2 separate regions of the Mus musculus genome follow, and region 1 is linked to region 2. Evidence: chromatin contacts called from public HiChIP or PLAC-seq data. All regions are on one chromosome and are shown on one strand. The core of a region is the stretch at or near the end of the contact, and the rest is flanking DNA. Distances in the headings are between cores, read along the strand shown. Region 1 has its middle 6.4 kb from the start of Gm33774. Region 2 holds the start of Als2 (alsin Rho guanine nucleotide exchange factor).

Region 1 (2,825 bases), core at 180-2,679, 230 kb after region 2:
TGTCGTGACAGGCAGCTGACATGGGTCCTAGGAACCAAAATTAGTTCCCTGCAAATGCAGTATGTGCTCCTGGCCACTGAGCCGGCATTACCCTGGGCCACTGGAATAGTTAAAGAGTTAGTGCATCTTCACATCAGGAGACTAATAGGTCCATTTATTTCAGCGTCTCTCCTTTCTTCTGCTAACGCTCGGGTAAACCCAATACTTTTAAACTTTCTTTGTTTATTATTATATGTGGGGTAGAGGGGCAGGGGAGCACATGAATGCCTCAAAAGTCAGGACAAGTCAGTTCTCTGTTCCTATTTTTTCGTGACTGAATCCAGGTCTGCAGGCTTGTGCAACAAGTACCTTTAGCCACTGAGCTATGGTGTCCACCTTCCCTTTAAAATGATGTCTTAAAGCATTTGCAGTGTCACCGTGTTGCTGAAAAGTGATTCTATGTGTACATACACACAGAATATGTATGTGTCTAGAATACATGTCAGCTGTTAGCCACTGGCTATTTTCAGATGGTAACAACAATAGCTCACTCTTATTATGGTCTCAGTATGAGTCAAGCATTGTCTCCAAGCCCTTCACATGAATCGTTTGCTTCGGAAAGAGTGGGCACACTCGGGGATCCATTTTACAAGGGAGGAACCTGGAGCGTGGTGATGCCTCCTGCAGTTTACATGCCAGCCAAGGGTTGGGTTATGAATCAAAACCAGGAGCCCGGGCTGTAGAGTCTGTGTGTTTAGTCACTGCTGTACGTGTTCTCCGTAGGATAGCTAGGCCTCGGGTGGTTTTCATTGTGTTTGAAATTTTAATTGATGATCATGTGCGACTTTTTTTTTTTTAAGGTCAAATGGTGAAAGGGCTCAGTGGGTGAAGGCAGTTGTCTCTGACAGCCAGAGTTCCATCCCCAGAAGCCAGAGTAAGAGAAGACTAACACAAGTTGAGTTGTCCTCTGATCTCCAACGTCCACTGTGCTATGTTCACACAAACAAACACACACACACACACACACACACACACACAGAGAGAGAGAAAGAGAGAGAGAGAGAGAGAGAGAGAGAGAGAGAGAGGGGGGGGGGGAATAAATAAGTGATTTTAAAACTCTGTTTAAAAGGTCATTAAGCTCCTGCATGTTACCCAAGCTCACAGAGCAGAGCTAAGTGATTGGTGTTCCTCTCCTCTCACAAATCTAGGCAGGCTCCCTGGAGGAGGTGAGAGAGGAAGTTCAGCAGAGTAACTCATCCACAGCCCACCCAGGCTTTGGAGCCATCGATAGGCTGAGATTTTAATGCTCGTCATTGCGAAAGAATGACTCAAGATTTTTACTGACTGTGTAAATTAGCAGGAAGAAAGGAAACGCCTTCATCCCGATGGGGAGAGAGCACGCAGGAGAGAAGAGGTCAAGAGGGCCCAGCCATACACAGTCAGGAACCCAGGTGACTGTACGGCCGAACAATTTACCCAACAGACACAGCTTCATTTGAAATGACACACGTCCCCAGTGTGAGCCACTCCTCATCCAAGCACTGGCAGTAAAGGCAGAAACGGAGAGCAGCTCCCAGGAGGGGGAGGAACATCTATTTCGTGTCATCTGGGAATGGCACCCATCTACAGTCCTATCTCTTTGACAGTGTGACTCTAAAGCCTCTGTCACTGTCACTCAAAGGAGAATGTAATGACTAAAGGAGAGAAGGGCCACCGGTGCCCAGCCCCTGACACAGAGACAGAGAGGGACAGAGAAGTTAATAAATAAAACAAGAGCCCGAAGGGAAGAGCCTGCTTTGTCAGAATATAAATATTTCCCTTCCCCTTTTATCTTTAATGTAGTGTGAGAAGCTTATTAAAGGGAAATGCCTGCTGTCCCTGGAGCCCTCGCGGGAGCTTGTGGGAAGCTGCACACTCGGCCTGAGCACAGGCTTCTAAACTCTTCCCTGCTGGAAGCGAGTGGAGAGTGTGGAGCAATAAAGAAGGGCTGGGGAAGAAAGGGAAGCCATTGTGGCCACTAGAATCCTGATCTGGATGGGCCTGGCATCACATTCTGTTCGTCACTGGAAGCCGCTGAGAGATAGATGGTGGCTGAGGAAGGCCCGTTTGCTCAAGGATTTGGCCTCAAATTCAGAGAGATGCTCACATTTCTAGACTTACCCTCGGCAGCGCTAGAAGAGGGACACCGGGTTTAGACAAAGGAGGGTTTGTCCACAGGGGTGAGCGAGGGAGCACTCTGGGGATCCACAGAGGAGCCTCTGTGGTTGCACCCTCATATTTACAAGACAGCTGACATAGGCAGTCCCAATGTCCAGCCAAAAACATCCTGTTCCTGCAGAATAGAGAACGCTCCCCCTTCATGGCTTTCTTAAAAACCTTAAAAGGGGGTGGGCACAGACCTGCGCCTCATAGATATCCAGCATGCTACTTTTGGTTTTGAGATAAGGTCTCAGGTAGCTCATGTTGGCCTTGAAGTCACCATATAATCAAGGAAGGCACTGAACTTTATACCCGCTACCTCAAGGACCGGGACTGCAGGGATGTGTGCGGTGCTGGGACTGAACCAGGTTCCGCGTGCATACTGGGTAAATACCAACTGAGCTATGCTTCCAGCCAGAAACCCAATAAGTTTGAATGGCTTTCCATAAGGCTGTGCTGATTTTGTGTAACACCCTCGTCTATCTGTAAGGACAAGCACAGGGCCTGGCTCACACGGCTTTGAAGAAAGGTAAAGATCCATATGGCATTTGATAACAATGAAAATGTTAATTTTTTTTTTCCTGTTCACCATTTCTGCTGGGGTCTTCTGTTCTGGTCAGGATTTGAGTTCTCTTGGGCTTTGGGGA
Region 2 (3,123 bases), core at 563-3,062:
ATCTCCACAAGTTCTAGGCCAGACTGGGCTACACAGTGAGTTAAAGACTGTCCAACTGCCCAAAGTTGGGGTATGTACGGTGGGACACCTGTAATCCCAGCAGCCCAGAAGCTAAAGCAGGAGGATGAGAGTTCAACACTGGCCCAAACTACAAATCAAACATTATCTAAATAGATGAATGTAGTTTTTAAACATTATTTAATTTTTCTTCCCAAATTACCTGTCTAGTACTACTATAGGCTAAAGAACCAAAAATATAAAGTAAACAAGAAATCTTTCACTGATTTCATTACCTAACACATTGTGATGGCTGTTCCTGGTTGTCAACTTGACTACATCTGGAACAAACTACAATGCAGAAATGGATGGCTCACCTGTGATCCAGATCTTGAGGCTAGACTACACAGGCTTTTGACCCACATCTTGACATGGGACAACACAAGTCTTGAGGCATAGTGGTCATGAAAAGCTTAGGCCCAGGCAAAGTAGAACACGCCTTTAATCCCAGGAGAATGAGGCAAGCAGATCTCCGAGTTCAAGGCTAGCCTGGGACAAAGCAAATTCCAAATCCAGGGGTAATGGCACACACCTTTAATCTGGGTCACACCTTCTGCTAGAGGCCTACATAAGGACATTGGAAGAAGGAAGGCTCTCTCTCCTTTGCCTGCCTGCACTCCTTTGCCATCGAATCTATTGGAACCTACTTCTTCAGGATTCCAGCTTATCCAGAAGACCAGCTAAAATAACTACCCTCGTGGGACTGAGCAACTATTAGATTCTTGGACTTCCCATTCCCGTTGTTGGGCTAGTTGGACTGTAAACTGTATATCACTATGATAAATTCCCTTAATATATACATTTCATAAGTTTTGTGACTCTAGAGAACACTAATACATACAGGTATATGATAAAAAACAAAAAAGTATGGCCTACTGTTTTTTTGCATTTTTGTACCTGCTCCAAATAAACCTACATCACACAAGTTTATCCTTGACAGTCATTTAAAAAACAGATACAAATATAAGAACAACAGAGTAACAACCTTAATTTGGGTACAGCAGTCAGTTAATCTATAAGAAAGTGCTGCTCTTGACCACCCAATTCAACCAGTGTGTTTTCCCTCTTTGGTAACCACAGAAGTACTAAACAGTAGCTTGCCTCTACAAATCTACAGTTGCTTGTCTGCAAATAGCCCTGTTACCTGGAGGACCAACATCAATGTGAGGACCATTTCCTCAAGATCGCTCCAGTGTTCTTTCCTGTCTTCACGATGATTCCTTTGATGACTTGATACATTTAGGGATTTGGTCAAACTACCACTGATTAATACCAAAGTCCTTTTCATTTTCAGCAAACGCTGTTTCAAACCACAGACCCTCCCCGCCCCCCTTCACTTTTCCCCACGATATGCATCCTGGGGCAAACCCACCTAGGACACTCAGCAAGGTTCACTGTCTAGCCAGCTGGGCGCCCACTGTGGGCATTCAAAAAACCCTCTGAGCGGATGGGCGTAAGCAGCGTGGGTGGAGGCGGGAAGAGGGGACCCGAAGGAATGCCACACAGCTCCGACCACGGCAGTGGGGCGCTGGGACCCGGAGGGTGGGACCCGGGCCGAGCCACCACGTCCGGAGCTCTTCACAGGCAGGCGCCGTCCCCGCAGGCCAGCCCAGCGCGCTCCCGCACCTCCGCCGACCCGCCTTCGAACCCAAGGACCGCCCGGACCCGCGCGGGCTCACCTGACGCTCCCGCAGCTCCGCGCTCTTCTCCCGGCGCGAGCCCGACTGCACCGCGGGTACGCGAGATCAGCTGATTCATGGGGGCGGGGCCTCCAGGTAGGGGCGGGGCCTCCGGCGGCGGGCTGGAGAGGCGGGCCCGCAGAATGGGTGGAGCTAGGCAAGAGCCGGTGACGGCGTCCGACAGGGATCAAGATTGCTCCGAACGCATCAGTGACTGCAGGCAAACCATTCAGTCAGGGCAGAACCAATCGTCCTAGGGCGGGCGCACTTTAGAAGCAACCGAAGACTCAGTGAAAGGACCTAACTCAATAAGCGTTTCCATGGTAACGATAGGCCGCGCTTGAGGATGGAAACTACTGCAAGTTTTGTTACCTCCTCAAACTGCGAGAAATGAAGAGAAAATCTTACCTATCAGAACATGGCTGCACACGTCTGTAATCCCAACATTTGTGAGATGAAGGCAGCAGGATCAGGAATTCGAGGCCAGCCTTGAGAACGTGTCTCAAGAGAAATAACAAAAGTGAAAATACGAGCTACCTTTAAGCTGCATGACGTCATCTCTTCCCGAGTGTGCCTTTGCCGCGTGTCCACCTTAAACGGTAAAGAGTAGGAAGAAACTATTTCCTCAGGGCTCCTCAATATACAGCGTTAAAATTGTTTTTGCTTGCTTCTTAGTCTCACTACCATCCATACTTGTCACGGTCGCAATCCTCCCGCTGCACCCCTAAGTGCTCCCTTGAATGTTTTGTGTAACAGATGCTCTCAGAACACAAGCCAGAGAGAAATCTGCTGCTACAGAGTGTGCATCGCGGAACCTACAGAGTTACATTTATTTACTCATTAAAGATAGATATATTCCCCGAATCGAATGCCCCTGCGTACAAATTCCCAACTGGTTCCTCCAACTCAGGGTCTCTCACCAGAGCCTTATCAACTTCAGTGCTAGAACAGAAAAGTGTACAGCCTTGAGAATGGCGCCACCAAATGGTACAAACCAGGGATGTCCTGCAGTTAATGAAGCCTGGACTCTGGCCGCCCTAACAAGCTACCTGTCCTCCATAACACAGCTAAAAAAGACAACAGTGAAAGAAATTTATTCAATGAGACTGCACTAGGAAAAAGAACTAAGGGGCTGGTTCAGTAAACCCCCTAAGTCTATCTTTGGAGCCTTGACATAAGTAGAAGGCTCAAGGTGTGATCTTGCCCATGGTAAACACATCTTGGTTGGTCCTGCAAAGCAAACTGACAAGTTGTCAGAACTAAGAACCAAGCTCTCCTGATGGTTTGCACCCAGAAACCCAATCTCTTCCTTCTCCAGTGAGACTCTTGAGGAAATCTAGTTCTTTGGGGCCCATTATCCTGTTAGTCCACTAGTCAAAAGGAGGGG

What was found. HiChIP or PLAC-seq counts read pairs in DNA pulled down with a chosen protein or histone mark.
Region 1: a contact with region 2 is called in an H3K27ac HiChIP or PLAC-seq map of the NIH/3T3 cell line, with 2.6 times the contacts expected there. The contact joins the enhancer-like site here to the promoter of Als2 in region 2. A contact is called at or near these places in 18 of 39 promoter capture datasets (the C10 cell line, the HPC-7 cell line, HPC-7-derived erythroid cells and 13 more), 1 of 15 datasets of contacts at CTCF or cohesin (large pre-B cells), 12 of 484 Hi-C or Micro-C datasets (CD4 T cells, the G1E-ER4 cell line, the N1E-115 cell line and 8 more), 12 of 115 datasets of contacts at active chromatin or transcription factors (the NIH/3T3 cell line, bone marrow-derived macrophages, differentiating embryonic stem cells and 5 more) and 1 of 9 other capture datasets (liver).

The regions. Positions count from the first base shown.
Region 1 is chr1:59,463,607-59,466,431 of GRCm38.p6, forward strand. No RefSeq gene overlaps it. Among named protein-coding and RNA genes, the nearest start is that of Gm33774, 6.4 kb to the left of the region's middle. Within about 2 kb of position 1,430, at least 49 of the 459 cell types and tissues checked have an H3K27ac peak or open chromatin away from gene starts, as enhancers often do. A contact at or near this core is called in the NIH/3T3 cell line, bone marrow-derived macrophages, cerebral cortex and 1 more, where this site is marked.
Region 2 is chr1:59,235,419-59,238,541 of GRCm38.p6, forward strand. Als2 (alsin Rho guanine nucleotide exchange factor) reads right to left here and starts at 1,813. Exons shown (of 34, transcript NM_028717.6): 1 at 1,737-1,813. Gm33667 (predicted gene, 33667) reads left to right here and starts at 1,937. Exons shown (of 2, transcript NR_168353.1): 1 at 1,937-2,335.